Linked DNA regions of Sus scrofa: region 1 is linked to region 2. A link is a contact called in public Hi-C data. All regions are on one chromosome and are shown on one strand. The core of a region is the stretch at or near the end of the contact, and the rest is flanking DNA. Distances in the headings are between cores, read along the strand shown.

Region 1 (5,073 bases), core at 803-3,302, 190 kb after region 2:
GGGTCACTGGGAGATGCCCTTGGGGAGCACATGGACGACCACCAGGGGATGAGAAAGCACAGGAAAGGGATCTGGAGACTTTTCCCTCCGTGGGAACTGTTATTACCCATCTTTCCTTCCCTGCGTACTGGCGGGACGTGATATGCTGATGTGGTGGGAAGCCGTGGGACACACTTGAGTCCCCAATAACCTCAATTCGTCATGGCAGTTAATCCTTCAACATGAGCCAAAATGGCTCACTTACTTTAATTAATATCTATTGTTTCTCCATAACAACCAGAGATGTTGTAATGCCTTTGTCATTTTAAAAGGTACTCTATGAAATACTGCTGACATGGGGGAATTCATCTTTCTCCCACAGGTTTTTTTTTTTTTTTTTTTTTTTTTTTTGGCTATCTTAGGGCAGCGCCCATGCGGCATATGGAGGTTCCCAAGCTAGGGGTTGAATCAGAACTGTAGCTGCCAGCCTACACCACGGCCACAGCAGTGCCAGATCCCTGAGCCTCATCTGTGACCTGTATCACAGTTCACGGCAACGCCGGATCCTTAACCCACTGAGCAAGGCCAGGGATCAAACCCGCATCTTCATGGATCCTAGTCGGGGTCATTAACCTCTGAGCCACGAAGAGATCTCTCTCTCCCACAGTTTCATAAAGGAGTAAAATGGAAGCTGCTGTGTAAAAGTGATCCCAGGCTGGCAGTCCCCTGCCAGGCTCTTCCAACTAGTGTTCCTGGCTACACGGTCACTGCTGAGATAACAGTGACTTTTTATTTTTGCTTTTCACCATTTAGCTTAGTTATTTCCTTTTATGTAACCTTCAAAACAATTGAGTATCTAGGAAGGATTAAAAAGGAGATTTTATAAAGTTTGGCTTCTTAGGTCTTTTTTTATTTTTATTAATTTTCTTATTGAAGTATAATTGATCTACAATATTGTATTTGTTTCAGATTACAGCATAGGGATTCTATATTTTTAGATTATACTCCTTTATAAGTTATTACAAGATAATGGCCATAATTTTCTGTACTATCCAATACATCCTTGTTGCTTACCTGTTTTATACGTAAGAGTTTGTATCTGTTAACCTCTAATTTGTCCTTCCCTATTTCCTCTCCCCTTTGGTATCCACAAGCTTGTTGTCTGTGTCTGTGAGTAGGTTTCTTTTTTGTTATTATGCCATTTTTATGTGATGATTTATAGCGCAGCACACGTCTTTGCTTCTTAAAACTTTGGCACCGTGACTGTTCGAAAAGAGTCCTCCTGTCTTGGAAAGATTTACCGGGTTTGTTTATCGTCATTAGTTTCTTTACCATGTATTGCACACGAATTATGTAGCAGACCCTGGGCTGGGCACTGAGGCCACAGAGCTGAGATCCACGGTCTTGAGCACAGGTTGCTTGGTCTACTCAGCAGGAGAAGACAGACAAATTAAATCTGCTAAGGACACGGCAGGAGATTGCACAGCGGCTGCAGAAGGTTCCTCGCCCAAACTGGGATGTTAGGAAAGCTTTTCTGTGAGAAGGAGGTAGATCCTGTCTTGAGAAAAGTAGTGACAGACTGATTTTTCTTAATACAGGGAGAACTGTACAATTTTGTGTAAATGAAATAAACATTTTAAATTATTTCATTTGAGCATTAAATTTCATAGAGGAGTTCCCATCGTGGCTCAGCGGTAACGAACCCGACTAGTATTCATGAGGACTCAGGTTCAATCCCCAGCCTTGATCACTGGGTTAAGGATTCTGCAATGGTGGCTGTGGTGTAGGCCGGCAGTTACAGCTCTGATTCAACCCCAGGCCTGGGAACTTCCATGTGATTTGAGTGGGGCCATAAAAAGACAAAATAAAATAAATAAATGTAACATATTTCAGTGGTCCAACTGGTTGCTCTGGATTTGGGATCATCTTTCAGAGTTATCCTGTCTGGAGGCAAGGGACCTGGGGCCTTTAGTTACCCCCCTGTCATTGGATAAAGCCTGCTTTCTTGGAGGGAACATGACCTTGCAGGGGTGGCAGTCTTTGGCTAAGAGAAATCCTGGCAGAAAGACTTCAGTGAAGTCTCTCCAGCATCTGGGGAATGTACTGAGGCAGAGCACACCCCGGCTTCCACAACACCCAACCCTAGCTTGGCAACGATGCTTTCACACATCTGCTTGACGTCCCCTACTAGTCAACAAGACCCTTGTCGACAGATCCCTGATTCATACTGGATTCAAAAGCAGCAGAACAGGGAGCACACTGCTGTGACTCCCTCAGGAACTCAGTAGTATGTATTGATAGATATAAATCAAAGAAATTAATTATCGTATTCACTGTCGTTTGTAAAGGGCAACTTCTATGATGACAAAGACTTTTTTTTTTCCTGCATGAAAGCTATACTTTGAAATTACGGCAGTGATTTATCATGTTAAATACATCATACTCTTAGTATTAGAAAATCTCTTTGCTTTTTGATTGGCTGTTAGCCTACATGATTGGCGGTGGGAGGAAGAAAAGACATTAGAAACCAACATGTTATGTTCAGATAAAAGAACATGAGGCTGAGCCTGAAGATATAACTTTCATGAAAGGCTTCCCTATTGTTCTAATTAATTGCACAGAAGCCTGAGAGGAAAAAGCCTGCGAACTTCTAAGTTTGCTTGATATTCATTTTCATTGGTATCACCAAGGGGCATAAAGTGAATAAATCACTATCCCCGAAGCCTACACTTAAAAACACTAAACTTTGTATCTCCCTCTTAGTTTCTTTTTCATTAAGAAATAGAATTTTTAAAATCTGCACATTTAAAGTAGAATGAAGACTTGAAGTCCGAAGGATAGAACATGAAAATAATAAGACATGCTCTGTCACCTAATAAAAATGTGGGTTTGTATTGGATTGCTCAGGTGTTCTCATCCCATCTGGAAGATGCTTTGTGCCAAAGCTCTGTTCAGTGTACTTCTCTACCACTGTTCCTGGGCAGAAGTAACTTTGATCCAAGGAAAAGCTATCCCTAGGTTTTAACGAGTGCTCCAAACCAGAAGCAACCTTCAAGAATAACAGTAACAACAGAAGAATCCAAACATCACAAATAGCATTGAGAACCGTAATAAAAGGCTTTTTGTGTCACAGAAGCATCCCCTTGGCAGGCCCAGCTGCAGCTGTTAGTGTTTGGGGAACATTCTAAAAGGGCAGATGCGCCAAAGTGTGGTGGCGTCCTTTTCCCAGGGAGCAGGACATCTTGTCTCGGTTATAGGCTTAGAATGAGTGGGGTGAAGCAAGAGGCTGTCTCTTCTGTTTGAATCATGACTTCTCAAAATGCTAAAGGATCAACCAGTTGAAGCTTTGGCTGAGTTTCAATTTTTAAGGATATTATATCCAGAAAAAAACTTTATCTGGATACATTAAGCAGGTGCTCAAGATCATTTTCATAGAATTTTATATATTTTTTTGCTTTCATGAATAGATTGCTAAACAATTTATGATGCAGGAGCTCCCATCGTGGCACAGCGGGAACAAATCTGACTAGGAACCCTGACGATGTGGGTTTGATCCCTGGCCTCACTCAGTGGGTTGAGGATCCGGGGCTGCCAGTGAGCTGTGGTGTAGGTCGCAGATGTGTCTTGGATCTGGTGTTTCTGTGGCTGTGGCTGTAGCCGGTGGCTACAGCTCCGAATAGACCCCTAGCCTGGGGACCTCCATATGCTGTGGGTGCAGCCCTAAAGCAAATAAACAAACAAACGATTTATGATGCAAAGAGAATGAAGCGCCTTCCCCAGCAGCACCATGGGGTCAAGGGAGCACCATGATCTGGAAGGACCTTGGCTGGAATTCCAGAACCAGTGGAATTTAAGAAATGGAATACAATTGTTAGTGTGTGCTCTAACGATGATGAAATAAGCCAAATAAATACCCTCACCCCATGTTCCCAAACCACCACACTCTATCCTCATCATGAAGACACATTCAGAATTTCCCTGCTTCCCTTTTCTTGAATGAGACATTGAAGGCAACACTGAGTTGCCTTCACTCTGGTCCTCAATGTCTTACCTTCATCAGGAGTGCATCCACACAAAACCAAAACTGATCATGATTTGTTACCTTACAGTCAAAGGAACCAAGTAATTATCTTGTCTACAAGTTATTATGGTGTCATATAGATGAATGGGGCATACTTGGATTCCCTTTCCCCCTTGCCTCCCCCACCCCAAGCTCCCCCCAAACCCTTTAAAAATAAATAAGAAACATTTTACAAGAGAATTCTGCAAGGATGGAATTCACTTGTGTGGCATAGCAGGTTAAGGATCTGGCATTGTCACTGCAGCACCCTGGGTTGCTGCTGTGGGGTGCGTTCATCCCTGGCCTGAGAACTTCCACATGCCACAGGCAAGGCCAAAAAAAAATAAAAAAATTTAAAAAATTAAAAAAAAAAAGAATTCTGCAAGGAGACTGTCTATTTGGCTTTGCTACTTTGTAGTTATGTTGCCAGCCACAAAGGAAGTCTCTGGCTTTGCTACTTTGGAAACCTAAATCTTGATTCAAGCTTATTGCCCACCTTGGCCAGATATAAGTGTGTGTATATATATACATACACACCAGAAGGGTTTGGGAGGGTTTTTAACTTGAAACTTTATAAAGACCACAAAAAGATTTGTTGACAGTGAAATTATCCTCTGGAATTAGAACTATTTTGTATAGAAATCTACAATTTGCTTTGTACTGTTTTTTCCCAAAACAAATTAAAAGGTTTCTGATATCATTCTTCGGATCTTTCTAATGAGATCTTTTAAGATGATTTTTTTTTTCTTAAGTTTGCTTTCCAAGCCTCAAATATGTGGTGAAAACCTTCAATCAACAGCATCTTAAATACTCTCTGGAGTTCCCGTTGTGGCGCAGCAGAAACGAATCTGCCTAGTACTCATGAGGACTCGGGTTCTATCCCTGGCCTCACTCAGTGGGTTAAGGATCCGGGGTTGCCCTGAGCTATGGTGTAGGTCACAGACGCAGCTTGGACCCCATGTGGCTGTGGCTGTGGCTGTGGCGTAGGCCGGCAGCTGTAGCTCCGATTCGACCCCTAGGCTGGGAACTTCCAC
Region 2 (5,122 bases), core at 1,869-4,368:
ATTGTATTTGGTTCAAGCAGTTCTGTTTGGATAACACCTCCTGACTCTGCAAACTATGAGACTCTCCTAAAATCTGGATCAAGGGATTCCTCCCCTGAGGCCTCCCACTTTCCAGCAAAAGTGGCAAACTGTCCCATCTTTTCTTCATTTTCATCCTTCTAGCAAGGCTTCATATGGGCAGGAACTGTTTTCGTAGTTCCCTTTGGGTCCTAAGAGCTCCATACAAAGCCTGGTATGCAGACGGAGCTCAGGGCACACCTGCTGAATGTGTTAAGGGTGGAGGGAGTAGGTGTATGTGGCAATACTTCCACTGGAAATGCTACCTATAATCAGAGAGCAACAGAGATCTTAGCTGAAAGCTTGACTTTTGAGTTATTAAGATTTTTATTAACAAGAACAAACAACTGCCACTAAATTCCTTATTCTCGTGCTGATTATTTTACATGCGTTATATTATGTATGGGTTTTGACGACCTTTTTGAGGGCTTATTTTTCCAATATCACCCTTATTTTAGAGATGAGGAAACTCAGGATCAGAGAGATTGAGTGTCTTGCCACAGCCCACACAGCCATCAGCAGAGGGGCTGACTCATGCACAGCCTGGCCTGACTCTGAGGCTGGCATTTAGCGACCATACTCTACAGCCACAAGATGCTACCCTCTGTGAGGATTCTAGTTGCTAATAAATAAATAAATAAATAAATATATATATATATATAATATATATATATATATATATATATATTTTTGGCCACACCCATGGCATGTGGAAGTTCCCAGGCCGGGGATGGAACCTGTACCATCGCAGCAACCCAATCTGCTGCAGTGACAACTCTAGATCCTTAACCCACTATGCCACAAGGGAACACCTAATTGCTAATACTTTGATTTCTTACGTGTCCAATGAAATAGTTAAAAATAGGGAAGACATCCCTTTCCCTCTCCTCTAGTAATTCCCCAGTGTGACAGGGAGAAATGCCCCGAAACCTGATTCAGGAGAGAAAGAACACGCTTGGCACCCGAACCCAGGAGAAGCTGGATGCAAGAATCTTACTTCCTTTCATAACTTTAGGGGCAATTTACTCCCTACAAGAGAAAAGAACAAGTTCTCCCAATGTCTATGTATGTATGAATACCTACTTCTTTACCAAAAGAATTCGAGGCTGTTTATAACAGAAGTCCTACCCACGGGAAAAGGAGGAGAGAAGCCCAGGGCTGGGCTTGGGGAGAGAGGCGGCCAGGACACAGGCCACGTGCGCTGAAGCCGGGCTGCGACCGGGCCCCACGGAACCTGCGGATGCCCTCGTGGTGAAGGGACCGCACTGACGTTGACCTGTGCTTTCCATCATGTGACCATAAACGAACCTGCCAGAAAACCTTTGTGGTCTAAGGACCCACTCCAAGAAAGAACAAGTGTGGTCAGAGAGTTGGTCGAGAAATGACTGGCGGTTTCTAAGAATAAAAAAGAACCTGAGAAAGTACGAGACGTGGCAAAGAGGGCACGAGACCATCCACGTCCAGGTTTCTGCTTCCACAATATCCACCTCAACTGTACCCGACTCTGGAAAAACGAAGTGGTCCCCAAACGCCTTTCCCGGCCCAGCGCCGGCACGGGGCCATCGGCCACTCGCTCCAGGACCTAAAGACACCGAGAGGCTTCAAAGGCCGCTCGGGAGGCGCCGCAGGTGCACACGCTGCGCTCGCTCTTCTCCTCGGACCTGCCGGCCGCGTTCGGCCCTCACCCCTCAGTCTCGTTGCTCTGAGGGGACTTTTACCCACAGAATCCAACTTGCTTCCGAAACGTACTTCTGCGGCGGGGGACGGTGTGAGGCCTTAGAACCTGGGACCGAAGCCACGGGGCGCTGTCCCTCCCACTGAGGCTGGACGCTTCCAGAAGCGGGGAAGGCAGTCGCCCCACCCTGAGGGGCCGGGACCTCTGGTCCCTACGGCTGTCCCCGGGGTGCAGGCTCACGACGGGTTCCGTCCCGGGTTTGGAACTCTGGTCCCCAAGAGTCACCCTGGGGACAGGGAGGGGGGGGATGAAGAATTGCATGTAGGAGAGCGAGGGGCAGGCTGGGGCCCCAAGCAGAAAGTCTCTGGCCTCCGAAGGAGAAAAGGAGCAGGAAACATCACAGGGCAGGGTGGGGACCGTGCGGCGTTCAGCGCTCATGTCTGCGCCCCCACTGCCCAGCGCGATACAGAGAAGGTTCTGAGGGGCTTTCTGTGCTGGGCTGAACTAAAGCCTGGGAGAACGAAGCTGCCAGCTGGCCTCTTCGAGGACAGGAGCTCAATATTCTCATTGAAAAAACGGTATCTGACCTCTCTCTCTTTCACAGGATTATTGTGAGATTAAACTGAGGCATGGGTGTTTTGAGAGCTCTTTAAATATTAATAAAACATTTTCCAAGAGAGAAAGCTCATCACTTCTATGTGGACACATGGCCCAGACGAACCTGTCTACAGAACAGAAACAGACTCACAGACCTGGAGAAAGATGTGCGGTTGCCAAGGGGGGCGTGGGATGGACTGGGAGTTTGGGGTTCGTAGATGCAAATTATTCCATTTAGAATGGATAAGCAATGAGGTCCTGCTGTGCAGCACAGGGAACTCTATCCAATCGCTTGTCACGGAACATGATGGAAGAGAATCTGAGAGAAAGAGTGTGTCCACATTTATAGGTCTATGTATGACTAGGTCACTTTGCTGAACAGCAGAGATCGACAGAACACCGTAAATCAACTAAACTACAAACATTTAAAAAAATAAAATAAAAAAGAGAACACTCTTTAACACTCTTTAACACTGGGTGATCCCCAGACCCCATCATCAAACACCAATCTTGGGCCGATTTTCAGGGCAGAGGAAGGGCTGAAGTGCAAGTGGGTCTATCCTCACTGCTGCCTGTGCTCCTTCTTGCCTGCACCTTCTTTGGGACCCCAAACCCCTCCTTTCAGCAGCTCCAATGCTGCCCGTGCCCACCTCGGGTACTCACACCCCTCACAGAGTGGCACCGACGATGCTGAGGAGATGGGCTCTCCTCGCTCTGGGCCTCCAGAGTCCCTCGCAGACTTCACCTTATTTTGAGCTTGAGTTAGAGCACCAGGCCAAGCCTCCTGCCAGCACTGCCGTTCAAGCCAGTTGGCACTAGCGGCTCCCAGCCAGCCAGCCTGCCCGCCCACCACATTCCAAGGGGGCGAGCCTACCAGGATGGATTCCGAGCGTGGTCTGTTTCATTTTCCGAAGCCGTGCGGGTTCTTCTTAGAAACTGAAAGACCTATTAGCTTGGGTTTCATTTTCTGGGACTGAGAGACTCTATCTCGACTTTACAGCTTCTCCTTTCTTACCCAACTGTAGGCACAAGTTTCCCAGAACAACGTTTTGCCCGAGGACACACAGGGCCCAGGGATGCTGGTGGTCAGCAGGGACACCTGCCCTGCCTGCAGGCTTTTGAACCACTGAGTAAAAATCAAACTAGTTACAAGCTCGTCTGAATGAGTCCAACAAATAGTATGGATCTTCATTCACAGCCTGTACTTTAGTTCTTGGAGGGAATCTGAGTAGCAGAACTACCCCTGGCAGATTAGATAATAACCAAGTGTTATTAAACAGGATTCTACTTGGCTTCTCTTTTTCTTCACTTACACGGATGATGTCAACTCCTTCTACGTGATCTTGATATGTGTCCTGTTGTATGAGGAGAAATATAAGGGAACGATCCCTTTAATGAGCTGATACTGAGGTCTGAGTGGCCTCACCAGCCGGGTTTAGCCCCAGACAACGGATGTATTCTCTCATGGGGAAAAGAAGGGCTTCATAGCTACTTCTCTCAAACTAAACTCTAGCACAAAAGAGAATTATTTGCTTTTGCACCTGCGGCATATGGAGGTTCCCAGGCGAGGGGTCCAATCGGAGTTGTAGCCACCTGCCTATGCCCCAGCCACAGCAACGTGGGATCCAAGCCTCATCTGTGACCTACACCACAGCTCACGGCAACACCGAATCCTTAACCCACTGAGCAAGGCCAGGGATCGAACCCGCAACCTCATGGTTCCTAGTCGGATTCATTTCCGCTGAGCCAGGAACTCCAAAAGAGAATTATTTGTGCCTGGGCCCTCTAGAATGAATTAGCTCATAGTAAATAACCTAAACTGTACATTCACATAGGAGAAGTTCTGAAAACTAGTGTTTCCAGGCAAATCTATAGGCAGAGCTAATGTTGCTCAAAATCAACCAGTTCACAGGAGCTATTAGGGTCACTATTTTTTTCTTTAGCCACCCTGCGGCATATGGAGTTCTCTGGCCAGGGATTAGATCTGAGCCACATTTGCAGCCTACGCTGCATCAATGTCAAGAGTTCAGGCAGGGAGCCAACCTGCAGCCCAGGGCTCCAGACACCCCGTCCACCCTGCTGCACCACATCGGCAATGCCTAGAGTCACTCTCCATATCACTTGGAAAACGTCACAAGTTAAAAACAATTCAGGCTAGCTTTAGAGCTCTAAAGCAGATGAAATTTCTCCTTGGCGATAGGATCAGGCTTTGCCCTCAGGGACTGTATCGGGGAGCCCCCAGCAGGGCCTGGGAGGCAGGTCAGGGCACAGATGCCCGCAGCCTCAGACCAGTGGCCAGGATCTATTTCTTCAGAGATTCCTCGGTGATTCTTTGAGCAAAGTTGGAGAACTGCACCAAGAAAACACGAAGCTTTCTCTGCTCCTCCCCTCCACCCCGTGAGGAAGAGGAGCCTGATACGAATCAAGGCGAGTACTCAGTAAACAGCAGGAGAAGCACAAAGCGCTGTGTGAGGATGTCACCCCCCCACCCCCGCCCCGTCCCTTAAGCTGCTGGAATCGTGAGGCAGCATTTGAACTCAATTCAGAAATTCTGCAGGCCTTCATGGCTTGTCTTCTGCAGCTCTTTTTCTTTCACTCTCCAGTTTTTACTCTTACAGTCTTCTCTGGTTCTCATTTTCACCTTTAATTGCTTTGCTGCCATCATTTTATTTTATGATTTTCATAAGTACTCTCAAATCCTCTGTAGCGTAAAGTGGGGTATAAGCAAATAACCATACTTAGGTTCACACATACATCAAAGGGGCCCCTGTCTGCGGTCCTGCCATGCTAAGA

The links. Hi-C and Micro-C count contacts between places; a contact is called where the count stands out from the background.
Region 1: a Hi-C map of skeletal muscle shows a contact between it and region 2, with 3 times the contacts expected there. The contact joins two enhancer-like sites. A contact is called at or near these places in 1 of 47 Hi-C or Micro-C datasets (skeletal muscle) and 1 of 2 datasets of contacts at active chromatin or transcription factors (skeletal muscle).

What each region holds. Positions count from the first base shown.
Region 1 is chr11:16,305,194-16,310,266 of Sscrofa11.1, forward strand. No RefSeq gene overlaps it. Among named protein-coding and RNA genes, the nearest start is that of WDFY2, 35 kb to the left of the region's middle. Within about 2 kb of position 2,053, at least 8 of the 83 cell types and tissues checked have an H3K27ac peak or open chromatin away from gene starts, as enhancers often do. A contact at or near this core is called in skeletal muscle, where this site is marked.
Region 2 is chr11:16,110,768-16,115,889 of Sscrofa11.1, forward strand. All of the region lies in intron 7 of WDFY2 (WD repeat and FYVE domain-containing protein 2), which reads right to left. Among named protein-coding and RNA genes, the nearest start is that of CCDC70, 140 kb to the left of the region's middle. Within about 2 kb of position 3,119, at least 15 of the 83 cell types and tissues checked have an H3K27ac peak or open chromatin away from gene starts, as enhancers often do. A contact at or near this core is called in skeletal muscle, where this site is marked.